Linked DNA regions of Sus scrofa: region 1 is linked to region 2. The links are chromatin contacts, called in public Hi-C maps. All regions are on one chromosome and are shown on one strand. The core of a region is the stretch at or near the end of the contact, and the rest is flanking DNA. Distances in the headings are between cores, read along the strand shown. Region 1 has its middle 45 kb from the start of MAFB. Region 2 holds the start of LOC110257425 (a long non-coding RNA gene).

Region 1 (6,258 bases), core at 2,473-4,972, 150 kb after region 2:
GTTACACTTCCCCGCTGTGTGACCTTCCCAGATCACTAAATCTCTCTGAGCCACAGTGTCCTCATTATAAAATGAGGGTCAGAAAATTCCTACCTATGGCATAGGCTTTGACTAAATACACGTACAGATCAGGATGGGACCTGACACGTATTAGGCCCCATCCAAAGATCAGGTTGCCTGCCACTTTCTTGGACTGACCTTGGGGGCTGAGGCCTGGGCTTCTGGGTCCAAAAGGGAAAACAGGGCACATGTTCACTCCCGTCTCAGACCACCAGAGCCACAAGCGGAAGGCTTCCCCCTGGAGCTCTCAGTATCGGCATTTCCAGTGAAAAAACCTCTGTTTTCAGGGAATCTTAAATGCCTGGAAAATTTTGCAATGGGGTGAAACTTGGCCAGAGACAGAAACAAATTTCTTTTGCAAACCTGGCCCTCCCTTTTGGCCTGTGCTGGCCCCTTGCCGAAATGTGCCAAGCAGATAGGTCAGCGTGTGTTTTTCTATGACTGGGGTGTCTAAAGTGGAGTTCAGCGAGTGATCCATCTAATTGCTTTTGATATCTAGAAAAGCTAATTAAGGTAATAATACTTGGCACTTGTATAATAATAATAAAAATAATGACCCTTTATATGTAAGGAGCATCTTTAATCCAGGATCACAAAGGCTTTACAAACATTAATTAATCCTCACAACTCACCTGTGAGGTGGGTGTAATTAGCCCATTTGATGGCTGAATGCACTGAGGCAGGGATGGGTAAAGGATGTGGCAGAAATCTGTATCTACTGCCAAGACAGGGATGGCTCCGTAGATTCCGGGAGCCATGCTCAGAGCTCCCCAAGCTCTCTGGTAGGATCTTTCTTCCTGCCTCTGGTCTATTGGACCAGCCAAAGCTTCCCCTTGACCAACCATAGAGAAAAACAAAATGCCAGGCCTGCCTCGTGGCTGCTAGCGAGTCTCTTTCCCTCTCTGAACCTTTATTTCCTTCCCCATCAGCCAAGAGGACGGGGCTCCGTGTTGCCTCACAGCGCCAATGTCCAGCTGCTGGCTTGTCTTCCTATTTCTGGAGTCACTGGCAAGTGTCCCAGACCTTGAAGCCACCAACAAAGACCCAGGTTCAGCCAACATCCCTTAGCAACTGCGTTGCCAGATCTAGCATATAAAAACACAAGACACCCAACTAGATCAGAATTTCAGAAAAATAACAAAGTAGGGGTTAATAGATGTCTGTTCTATGCTTATACTGAAACATGATTGGTCATTTACCTGAAACTCACATGTAACTGGGAGTCTTGGATTTTCTCTGGCAACCCTGCTTATAAGCCACTCTGTGCCAGGCTCAGGCTGGATGTGTTCACATTACTGAGCTCATGTAATCCTGACGTATCTCTGGAAGGCAGGCACTACTGTTCCCTGGAGCCTCCGCTGACAGCCCCAGCTATTCCCTAGTGCCCAGAAAACAAAGTCCAAACCCCTGATGGAATCCCTTCCGCGCCCTGCAAATCCAGCCCCCCAAACCTCTTGAGCTCGATTGGAGCCCCACACATGCACGTCTAGGCTGGGTGTAATTAGCAAGTCCCGATGCCCAGCGTCCCACCTGGCCACTCTCTGGTTCTCGGCCTTTACCTCTGCATCTTCCTCCACCTGGCATGCCATTCCTCCGTCTTCCAGAAAGTGTCTACGCATCTGCAGGACTCCACCCAAGGTCAATTCCTCAGAGAAGCCTTCCTTTACCAAGGAGTTCCTCTGCTGTGTTAATGGCCTCCACAGTCGTGTGTGTGTGTGTGTGTGTGTGTGTGTGTGTGTGTGTGTGTTTTCTCTGTTCCTCCATTCACACCACACGCCCCATCACCAGCACATCCCACACTATTTCTTGGTCCTATACCTTGGCACACCCTATCCCCCCTGCCTGGAATTCCAATAAACTTACCCTCCAAGTTATTCATTGATTGAACCAAAATTTTTTTTTTTTTTTTTGGTCTTTTTAGGACCAAACCCCCAGCACATGGAGGTTCCCAGGCTAGGGGTCAAATCGGAGATGTAGCTGCTGGCCTACACCACAGCCAGAGCAACATGGGGTACGAGTTGCGTCTGCGACCTATACCACAGCTCACGGTAATGCAGGATCCTTAACCCACTGAGCGAGGCCAGGGAATGAACCCGAGTCCTCATGGATACTAGTTGGGTTCGTTAACCACTGAGCCACAACAAGAATTCCCATTGAACTAATCTTTACTAAGCACTTACAGTGTGTCAGGTTTATAAACTCTACCCTCAGGAAATTGACAGTCTAGTATAGAGGTCAGCAAACTTTTTCTATAAAGGGTCAGAGAATAAATAGTTTAGGCTTTGTGGCCCAAGGAGTCTATGTCACAACTACTCAACTCTGTCTCTGTAGCAGGAAAGCAGCCATGGAAAATATATAACCGAATGGGTGTGACTGTGTTCCAATAAAACTTTATTGACAAAAACAGGCAGCAGGCCACATTTGGCCCACAGGCCCTAATCTGCCAAGTCCTGGTCTCATGTTAGATGCGGATATTGAAGAAATATCACACAAATGCCTAGTAACTATAATTAACTTTCTTAAATGCCGTGAAGGCAAAGATTCTGCTCAAACTCCTTCCTTCTGAGGCCCTCATGTCAGCGGTCCTTGGGCTCTGCTCCCCCAGCCCCTGGGTAGATAGGGCACATCAGCGGGCGTTCTGGGCTGAGACACCCCCCTTTCCAACCCAGAGGCTTTGGACTCACTGTTGACATTGCACCTCATCTTGTGGTCCCCCTCACTGGCACTAGACACCCCAGGGCTGCTGTGGCCCCATCTAGCTGCCAGGCCTAGGCCCCCTCCCCAGCAGAAGGGAAACTCTGCTCTCCCCTCCCCCATAAAGATGCTCCTATTACCCCTCCTTCCAATTGCCCCGCTCTGATTAACACCCGGGGCTGAGCAGGCCTGGGGACATGATTGAATAGAGGAGCCCTGCTCCTGTATTGGCGTGAGAAGGATTACCTTTATTGGCCAGGAGGAAACACAAAACCTTCTTCAGAGACCCCAGGGCCACAGGAAGTGCCAGATGTTTCTAGCATCCCAGTCTTTTATCCCCTCCCTCGGTTGCTTCATCCTGCTGGGCTGCAGGATGGTTTCTCAGAACACACATACACACACACACACACACACTCACACACACACACACACACTCACTCACTGAGATTTTGTCCTCTGTGCATCATACACATACCTTCGGCATACACAGGCTTTCCCACCCACTTTAGGCAGATGCATGTGTAGGAACACACCTGGGCACAGACAAATCTCTGTTCCACACCTATGCCGAGAGCACGCATGTCCTGGCAGACAAACTTGGGCACAGACACAGACACAGTGGAAACATACAATCACTGATTTCTGGCCTCACACTTACACAGGCACACAAGGCATAGACTTGTCCATGTGTGCACACACCTACAAGCGCTATTTACATGTATGCAGGCATGCTATAGCATGTGTGCACATATACTCTACATGGGTGTATGCACGCACATGCCTTACACCTGTGCATGCACACATTCACTCTTCTCCTATATACTGTGAAATCCAGCCCCACCATGTGTCTTGCAGAAGGAACTGGCCATGAAAATCCCAGCTTTGGCATCTCTGAGCTGCCAGCTCAGTCTGGATCCCTGCTGCCAGCTTCAGTCTAAGCCGGCCACAGGAAGCTGCCTTTTCCCTGGCTGCCAAATTCCACTCACCTCTGACCCCAAGTTCGACAAAAGCTGCCCCTGCTTCCCGAGCTGCCTGTGTCCCCACTGCTGCAGCCGGTGTGTGGTGCAAGGAGATAAAGCAGAGACTGGGGTCCATGCCACTGCAGTCAAGGCAGCTTCCTTGGCCTCCCCTAGGGGGTCAGGGCCTGGCATGCTGGGGCCTCCAGGGAGGGAACCTTGGGCTGAGCCCAAGGGCGGAATGTCCCCTTATCTGAAGGATTCTGACAGCTTTCCTGCTTTGCTTCCCAATACATCCAGCAGCCTTGAGGGAGTCACCACCCCAGCAAACAGCCACCCCCCGCTCCTTTAACTCTTCCCCAGCCGTCTCTCTCTCTCTCTCTCTGGCCTCTGCTGCTTTCCTGCTGGGGCCAGTGGCACAGAGAGCAGTGACAGAGGCAAGGATTCAGATGTCAGTAAGCCAACCTCCATCCTCTCTTTTGAACCTGGCAGCAGAATTTGGGCCCCCTGCAATGTTCTCACATTCACTCATTCATTCATTGAAAACACACTGCTGAGGATGGCACTGGGGACTCCAGGGCGAACAGATGCAAGTCACTGGCCTCACTGTGGGGATTAACACCAGAGCGTGTGCGAACCCGCACACATGGCCTGCTGCAGTCAGGAGGGCTTCACAGAGGAAGTACATTGGCCTCCAGTCCCGAAGGCCAAAGAGGAGCATATGCGAAAGCGCAAGCTAGGCAAAGCCAACAGCAAGTGCATTGGGCCAAGGAGGCTCAATCTGATGCACTAGAAACGTTGGTTGGCTAAAGGAGTGAAGAAAGGAAGGAACGAGGAGCCACTGGAGGCTTGCAAGTAGGGACATAACATTGACAGCACCTGACATTGATAAGAAACACTTCTCACTCTTCCTGGGAACCCCAGGACCCTACCTCTCGCTGGAGGGCGTCTTTGCTCTGGGTGGACGGATGAGTCATCGTCCCCCAGGAGTTCACTTGTCCCGTGGACTCTCTGCTCCCTGGGCCTACCACACACCTACACATAGACCCAGATGAATCGGGGGCTGCAGATGCGCCTGTGCGCACGTGCATGTGTGCCACAATCACAGGTGTGCAACCACATGCAGGCCACATCCACTCATCTGAGAAAGAACTATTGCAAACACTCTTTGCACACTTCCCCATGGGCCAGGCAGCCTGGCACCATTCTACCCCCCTCCCCCGCTGCATTTATTAACTCAGTTAACTCAGCCCCCCAAGGTACAAATGGTTACAATCCCCATTTTGACAGAGAGAGAAACCATGGCGGTGGGAGCCATTTGTCCAGTTATCTAATTAGTAAGCAGTAGGGCCGGAATTTGAATCAAGCCATCTGATCCCAGGGTCCATGCTTCCAATCACCAAAGCAAAGCTGTCTCGAGCTCCCTCCCTTCCCAGTCCTTCCACACTCCAGCCAACCGTGTTGCAGTCCAGGGTCCCTCAACACAAAATTTCCTGTCACATTCATCTCCTGGCCACGTCACTCCCACCTTTCTCCATGGTATATACTGTCTTAGGAGATCTGGTTTTTGTTTGTTTGTTGTAGTTGTTTTTAGGACTGCACTCACAGGGTATGGAATTTCCCAGGCCAGGGGTAGAATCAGAGCTATAGCTGCTGGCCTATATATCAGCCACAGCAACAAGGGATCCGAGCCATGTCTGCACCCTATACTACAGCTCACGGCAACCACCATATCCTTAATCCACTGAGTGAGGCCAGGGATCAAACCTGAATCCTCATGGATACTAGTCAGGTTTGTTACTGATGAGCCACGATGGGAACTTGGAGGAGATCTGTTTTTATTAAAATTTGTTTGCCAAACCTTTGTTAAGCACAGACTATGGTCCAGCCTTTAGGCTAAGCATTTTGCATACATTCTCTCATTCCGTCCTCGAAGCAACCTTATGAAGGTTCTGTTATCATTAGCCCCATTTCTTAGATGGGGAAAACTGAGGCCTAGAATGATTCAGTGACCTGCCCAAGATCATAGAGTCATAGAGTTTGGAAGAGACTCAAACTGTCTTGACTCCGGAGCCTCATCTGTTAATCTCATCTTGGCCTGAGTCCTGCTCAGTTTTGGCTTCTGTAACCGAAAGTCTGACCGGGAGGAGGAAAAAGATGGGAAGGAAGAGGAGGAGGAGGAGGAGCAGCAGCAGGAAACCAACGTGCAAAGCTATTGGTCACGATGATTCCTGCATGTGGTGGGGGGTGTGGTGGTGAGACTTACAAACTTTCTGCCCACATTTTCTTCTGAAAGGTCCGGAAATATTTGGAAATATGGAAAAGTTGAAAGGATTGTGCCAGGAACATCCATAAACCTACCACCTAAACTTGGCAATGAGCGTTCCCCTGTACTGGCTTGCTCTTGCTGGCCATCAACCCACTTCAAATGGCAGATATTTGACAGACTTTTTAAATCTGAGGAGCGAATCAAGGCTGAGCCCCCTTGGGGAAACCACTATAGGAGACCCAGCTTCCGGGTTCCTACGGAGCCCCAAAGCCCATGCAC
Region 2 (6,907 bases), core at 4,215-6,714:
AATCTCTAGATAGCATTCATCTTACATAAATAAAATTTTGCACTCTCTGATCAGCAATTTTCCCATTTCAGCCCTTGGGAAACAGCATTCTATTCTTTGCTTTTATGACTTGGACTCTTTTAGATCCCTCATATAAGTAGAATTGTGCGATATTTTATCTGAATCCCAGTTGATTTATAATAAGAGTTCAGAAAAAAAAATAAAAGTTTTCAAACAGAGGAGACTATGCAAGAACTTCTTTGGGGGAGGGGCATGCCCACAGCATGCAGAATTTCCAGTCCAGGGATCAAACCCAAGCCACAGCAGTGACAGCACTGAATCCTTAACTTCTAAGCTACCAGGGAACTCCAAGAACTTTTTTGATAAAAGTTATAATTCAGCATAAATATGCGGTATGAGCATCTTCGCAGCCAAGGCAAAGAGGCAACCCAAATGAGAGACCACCTTTATTATCTGCAAAAAGCAGCCTACTATCATCCAACCCTAGTGTCTCATCCAGTGTCTCAGTGGACAGGAAGGTATCATGACTCTCACTTGGCCTCGGCAGATTCGCTTGAAAGAAATGACTCAGCATTCAACTTTTGTTCCATGTGGTCCACTCGGGCCCCAGCTCCTCTCGCCCTATCTGCGACCCTCTCAACCACTCCCACTTAGGGAGGAGAGGCCTGGGGGCTTCACAGTTTTATACAGCATAGGTGCCAAATAGGATGAGACATATATCCATCTCCTGGGTGCATCAGCCAGCCTCTGAGACGGCTGTGAGATTTCCTGGCAAGAATCACTTGACTAATGTAGCTTATCTTCTCTGGAGTCCCAGGACGCTGAACAAGATATACCTTTGGAGCCTCAGGGAACATAGAGGCAGGAAACACCACGCCCCCAAAGACATCTCCCTTGGAAACAGCAAATTCATTCACACTGAAAGGCTTCAAGAAGGTGCATGTGAATGCTGATCCATCCCGTCCTCAGCCTAGGAGATGAGCAGCAGCTGCAGCCCAGGGTGTCAGCTGCTCGGAAGCTGGGAAGGGGTCAGAACAACAGCTCCATGACATGCTACTCAACCGCCTCTAGGAGGTGCCCCAGCGCAGTGGGAGGACCTTTGGAGTCCACTGAACTTTGATGCAAATCCACCCCTCTCACCCAGCCCATGTCCTTCGATAAATGATCTTACCTCTCTTTGGACAGCTTGCCTCCGTCTGCAGGATGAGGTCGTTCTTATCTTCACTGCACAGTGCAGGAGTTAAGAATGCAGGTCTGGAGCCAGGCTGCTGGCGTTGAACTTGCAGTTTACAGACGGGGTGCCCTTAGGCAAGGATCTTTACATTCTTGTCTTGATTCCCACCCTATGACTCTGGTGAGAACTGTATGTGATGAACCAGGTACAGCCTTTAAGAAAGTGTCTATCATATGCTTGCATCGTAGATGTCATTGTTTGCTCTCCCATGTTTGGGGTTTGTTGTGAGGCTCTCAGAATATACACAGCACAGCTCCTCACACTTAGGCTTTGTGCCCCTTTCTTGGGGGAAGACAGACCCTGAGCATAACCCCCCTGGGAGAGCGGGGTTCCTGCTCCAAACCCTCAAAGTGTTCCTGGGACCTTCCAATGAGGAATGTCCAGGCCGAGCCCTTTCCTTGGATGCAGCAGTAAGAAGAGATGCGCTAGAAAGGAGCTGGCCGGCGCCTGCCCCCCGGGGAGTCAGAGAAACAGAAATAGGAAGCCCGGGGCTGGTATTTACAGTAAGTCCTCAGCCCCTGACCACACTGTCTTGTCTGTGGTGCATTTATTTTAGGGACAAACACTGAAGTCATTGCTGCCCGAAAGTACTCTGGGCAGGCCCTCCTTACCTCTGCTTTCCCAGGAGAGCCTGGGTGAGGGAACCAGACCCACAGGCAGGCCCAGAGGTGCCCCCAGTCTGGCAGGCAGACCGCAGGCCGGCTCAGGCCCCAGCCCCCAGGGACAAACTCAGGCTCCCCATGTAGCCTCAAGAGTTGCCCCAGCAGGAAGCGCTGAGGAGGAGGTGGGAGGAGGGGCAGCCCACCCCTGCCCTGGGTCTCACTTTCCTTTTCCTCCCAGAGCTGCCCCAGCCTGTCTTCCTGGCTATTGGGGCTCCTTTCTCCATTTCTTCTAAACCCATCAGGGAAAAGGGGAAGTCGAGTCTTCAAAGGCTCTTGCTGGCCCTGATGAGCGTCCTAGCCATCCCAGGCCTGGGTCCGGCCTCTGGAGGTTTCGTTAGCTGTGCCCTGGGCTGAATGACAGACCTGAAAGGCCCGTTCTAGGTAGCTTTGGTTAACAGGGGCCACTGAACTTCTCCCGAGGTGGCCTAAGGCTCCACTAGTAGCAAGGTTACCCTTTCCGTGATGTTGCCCTGGCCAGAGCCTCCCCTTCCTGCTGTGGCTACTGCTGGGATGGGACGCAACCCTAACCCACATGCCTGTTCTACCCCGGTCCCCCAGGCCAGAGAATCCTGGGTCATAGTGTGCATTCTGCCCCATTCTCACCATGCAACCTTAGTTCTCCAATTGCAAAGTGGAGAGGTTGAATAGGGCGCTGGCTTACATTGCCCCTTATCTTTAAAGAAAACCTCCCACAGAACCCCACATAATGCCATGGGGCTTTTCTAAAGGCAAGTGAGGACTATAGCAACATCTACTTGTCAGCATCCCCATCCTCCTTTCAAAATTGACTCTATGGAATCCCTTAGGTAGAACCCCCATAGACAGTTGGGCAGGTGACGCACTGCACAACCTTAGGAGATGCCGTTCACATTATATGCTGTAAGGATGGCTCTTCCTACGGCTGCTCGGGACATAACCAAACATGGTGGCCCCATCTGTAGAGCATGACAAAGCATAATTTTGAACCACTGGACTTAGATCATTACCTCGCAAACTTGGAAAGCTGAGCTCTATCACAGTAGCATTCAGCCACAATTTCACAAACTCTTACTAAGGTGTGAGTACATAAGGGCTTAAATCCACTAATATTCCTTAGTAGTATCTGTGTACTCACTGAACACAAAAGCCTTTTTAATACTGCTGATGAAAAGGCATGATTGAAAAATTCTGGGCATTACCTAAAGCAAGAAAATGAAGGCCCAGCCGTCTCCTGTGCCTGACAATTTATTCCAGAACACAAATGTCCTGCCTGTCTGTGACTGGTTCTTTCTTAAGGCCAGGAGTTATGCCTCCTGAGCATTTTTACTTCCCTAAAACAAAAAGTCATTTTACTAAACCAAATACAGGAAGAAAACAGATTTATCCACCACCTACTTTTGGCCAGAAATTCCTTTAGCAGTCTGACCAATATCATCTCATTTATTTTAACTACCACTCCCTAGGTTCTCATTGTCACTTTTGAAAACAAGAAATGTGAGGCTAAGAGCATTCAAGCATACTGCCCACAATGACAAAATGATTAGAAAGCAAAACTGTGCTTAGAACTCATTTCTGTGCAAGCCCAAAGCCCATCATTGCACCCCATCAGTTGAAATCTCACCTGTGTGCTGGGAGTCAGAATGCCCTGGAGATTTTACTGAAATGTGTTCCACTTGAAATTTGAATTTCTGGAGTTCCCGTCATGGCTCAGTGTTAAAAATCTGACTAGGAACCATGAGGTTGCAGGTTCGATCCTTGGCCTGGCTCAGTGGGTTAAGGAGCTGTAGTATAGGTTGCAGACATGGCTCAGATCTGGCGTTGCTGTGGCTTTGGCATAGGCCAGCTATAGCTCTGATTAGACCCTTAGCCTGTATGCTGCGGGTGCAGCCCTAGATTAAATAAATAAATAAATAAAAATAAATTTGAATTTCTGAAAGGGAGTCCCAGCAATCTCTATTTAACCCCTTCTGGGGATTCTGAGGCATAACCTGGTTTGGAGATGGTTTGAGAAGGTAAATTGTCAGTAAAGATAAACTTGAATAAGGAGTTTCCTTTGTGGCACAGTGGAAACAAATCTGACTAGTATCCATGAGGAGGCGGGTTCGATCCCTGGCCTCACTCAGTGGGTCAGGGATCCAGCACTGCCGTTGAGCTGTGGTGTAGGTTGCAGATGTGGCTCGGATCTGGTGCTGCTGTGGCATAGGCCAGCAGCTGCAGCTCCAATTTGCCCCCTAGTCTGGCAACTTCCACATGGCGCGAGTGCAGCCCTAAAAAGCAAACTAAGTAAATGAATAAGTAAATAAATAAATAAACAAACAGAAATAAACTCCCATAGCCCACTTCCCTTCTTTGGCTCACACATTCTCCTCTTCTGTCTTCCATTGTGCAGGGTCCAAGTCTAATTCATCCTTCTATAGGAAGTCTTCCTGGACCTCTTGTTCTCTCCTCTGTTTCCCATAGTTACCTCCTTGGGCCTCTCTGATGCACTAACCATTCGAGGTCTTCGTGCTTTCGCCTCTCCTAACATCAAAACCCCTCCTGGACACAATCTGGGTCTTGCCTATGAGTCTCTGTTCACCCCCACCATCACCAAGGATGCCAGACTCCAGGACAGAGCCCTAGATGGGAATCAAAAAGCATTTACTGAATTGAGTTGGTTGGACTGAATGATCAAGACACTTCATTAGAAACTGGTTTACATATGGTCAGCCTGTTGCCTTCTCAAACCCCTTGACTATTTCAGGTGTCTTTGCCTTGAATGTTCCATATCCTTTGACCAAAAATAATCTCTCTCCAGCTCCTCCACCTGGTGCATTTCTCTGGCTACTTCAAGCATTATCTCCTTGACAAAATCATTCGCAACCAAGGCAGCCTTTATTACACCTGCTTCTGTGAAAGCTCAGCTAGGATAGTACCTACCCCAAATGATGTATATTTTCTTGTACAGCTTTCCCACTGGTCTACAAAGTTCCTGAACAGTTTTAAGTCTTCTTTCTTTTGTATTCTTGGGGACTTAGCACTTGGTGAGGCACATGTGGAAGCTAATAGGAATGAAGGACGGGAGGAAGGGAGGGAGGAAAGAAGGCAAGAATGGCAAAATAACTTAGTATCAGACGACACTGCTTTCTCAACAGATAGGTCAGTCTTTCTCACTGGAGTTAAGATTTCAGAGCATGAACAAAAAACACTGCTGCCAACTATCCAGACCTGCACAAACTTGCATGGAAGTCTTTTGGTAGTTCTGGGTAAGTAGAAAATGACTGTCCCTAAAATGAGCTGCCTTTCTGCCTGTCAGTGGTATGAGGTCACCATTGGTCCTGCTGCCAAACACCTGAAACAAGACCAGGGACACAGGAGAGGAGTCTCATCCATCCTCCCTTCTCACCTTCCTCCTCTCTTTTCTCACTTCTCGTGCTACCTCCCACAAGACGGTTCTTAGGTGGCATGCTTTTAACTACTGGAGGCATTTCCTGGAGTGGATCCCAATGTGCAACAGTCACCCTAATGAAGCGATTCATACCAAACACGAGGCCCTGGCATGGACCAGTCCATCCCTATCTCCCCTGCCCAAGCTCCACGGGCATCAGAAAGTGACCTACGCCCGGGTCCCTGAGATTTCATCAACATGTTCCAGATCCAAGTCACAAGGGTCGATAGCTGTCCCCATGTTTGCCCATAATCAGTAACAAATGCGGCAAAGACCGTGAACTTGCTTTTCTAGTACTTTTTAAGAGACCTTTAACCACAGAATTTTTATTGGCTCTTTTTTTTTTTTTTTGTAATTTAACAAATGAGAAAATCCCGGCAAATTGAAGCCAGATGTGTGTGCAGGGGCTATCAAAAGCCGTGATATTTGTGTCATGTTCGTTTTATTTATTCAGTCTCTTTCACTCTCTAGTCATGGGGCACCAGTGTTTCCTCATTATTTTGAAAGCCAGGAGATGCTGTTTGTGGTATAAGTTGATTCTCCACCCGACCCATAAGCCTAACAGTTCTAGATGCTTCCCAACTGTATTGGGAAAGGTCTGGAAATACATGAAATGAAAATCTCTGGTCACTTTCAAGGACTCAACCAAATACACCATCCTGTACATACAATCAAGCCCTGAAACATACCATAATTGTGGAACTAGCACAATTTTGTTTCTCATTAAATGATGTGATTCGAACACTATAATGTAGGGAGTTCCCTTTGTGGCTCAGCGGTTAACAAACCCAACTAGTATCTGTGAGGACACAGATTCCACCCCTGGCCTCGCTCAGTGGGTTAAGGATCCAGCATTGCTGTGAGTTGTGATGTAGGTTGCTGTGGCTGTGGCGTAGGCTGGCAGCTGCAACTCCGATTTGACCCCTAGCTTGGGAACGTTCATAGGCTGCAGGTGTGGCCCTAAAAAAATTCTTTTAAAAAAGAACAGTGTAATGTGTACTGTGTAACTTCCTTCACCCATGAACACACTGGGCTGGGGTTTTATGGTGTTTCAGAGCTTTTACTGAATCCAGCCATCCTGGTGAGGTGGTGGGCTCCTGGAGCCTGCCGCAAGCCTTCGGGGTCATTGGCACTCAAGCACAACACCCACTGGCTCGGGGTTCACACCCAAAAAGACTCCTCTCTTCAGCTCCATCCCCAGCTGAGGCAAGAGAAAAATCAATACTCCTGGGTGGGAAAAAAGATCCAATAAATTGCTGAAAAAATGACTTCCGTTTCTAACTCTGCTACTAAGTGGGCGCTTATTTGGGCAGTAACATGGCAAAGTGGCCAGAGCACAGAGGAGGTGGCCAGACCAGCTTCCCTCCCTGAGCCCACAACTGCTCTCCAACGGCTTTGTGGCCCCAGAAACTCAATTAACCTCGCCAGGCCTCACTTCTCTGTTCATTAGTATTTATTTATTTAACTTTCTTAGGCTTGCTCTTTGTGGTTTAAAAAAAAAAAAAAATCACCTCAGGCACAAGCAGCAGAGAGTAACAATTAATTAAAAAACATAAAACAGAGCTGAGATGGCCAACAGCGTTGAACTTGGAGACCGTCAGATAA

What was found. Hi-C and Micro-C count contacts between places; a contact is called where the count stands out from the background.
Region 1: a Hi-C map of liver shows a contact between it and region 2, with 4 times the contacts expected there. The contact joins two enhancer-like sites. A contact is called at or near these places in 3 of 47 Hi-C or Micro-C datasets (all in liver) and 1 of 2 datasets of contacts at active chromatin or transcription factors (alveolar macrophages).

Annotation. Positions count from the first base shown.
Region 1 is chr17:43,363,664-43,369,921 of Sscrofa11.1, forward strand. No RefSeq gene overlaps it. Among named protein-coding and RNA genes, the nearest start is that of MAFB, 45 kb to the right of the region's middle. Within about 2 kb of position 3,723, at least 3 of the 83 cell types and tissues checked have an H3K27ac peak or open chromatin away from gene starts, as enhancers often do. A contact at or near this core is called in liver, where this site is marked.
Region 2 is chr17:43,211,972-43,218,878 of Sscrofa11.1, forward strand. LOC110257425 (a long non-coding RNA gene) reads right to left here and starts at 2,074. Exons shown (of 2, transcript XR_002340000.1): 1 at 1,172-2,074. Within about 2 kb of position 5,465, at least 1 of the 83 cell types and tissues checked has an H3K27ac peak or open chromatin away from gene starts, as enhancers often do. A contact at or near this core is called in liver, where this site is marked.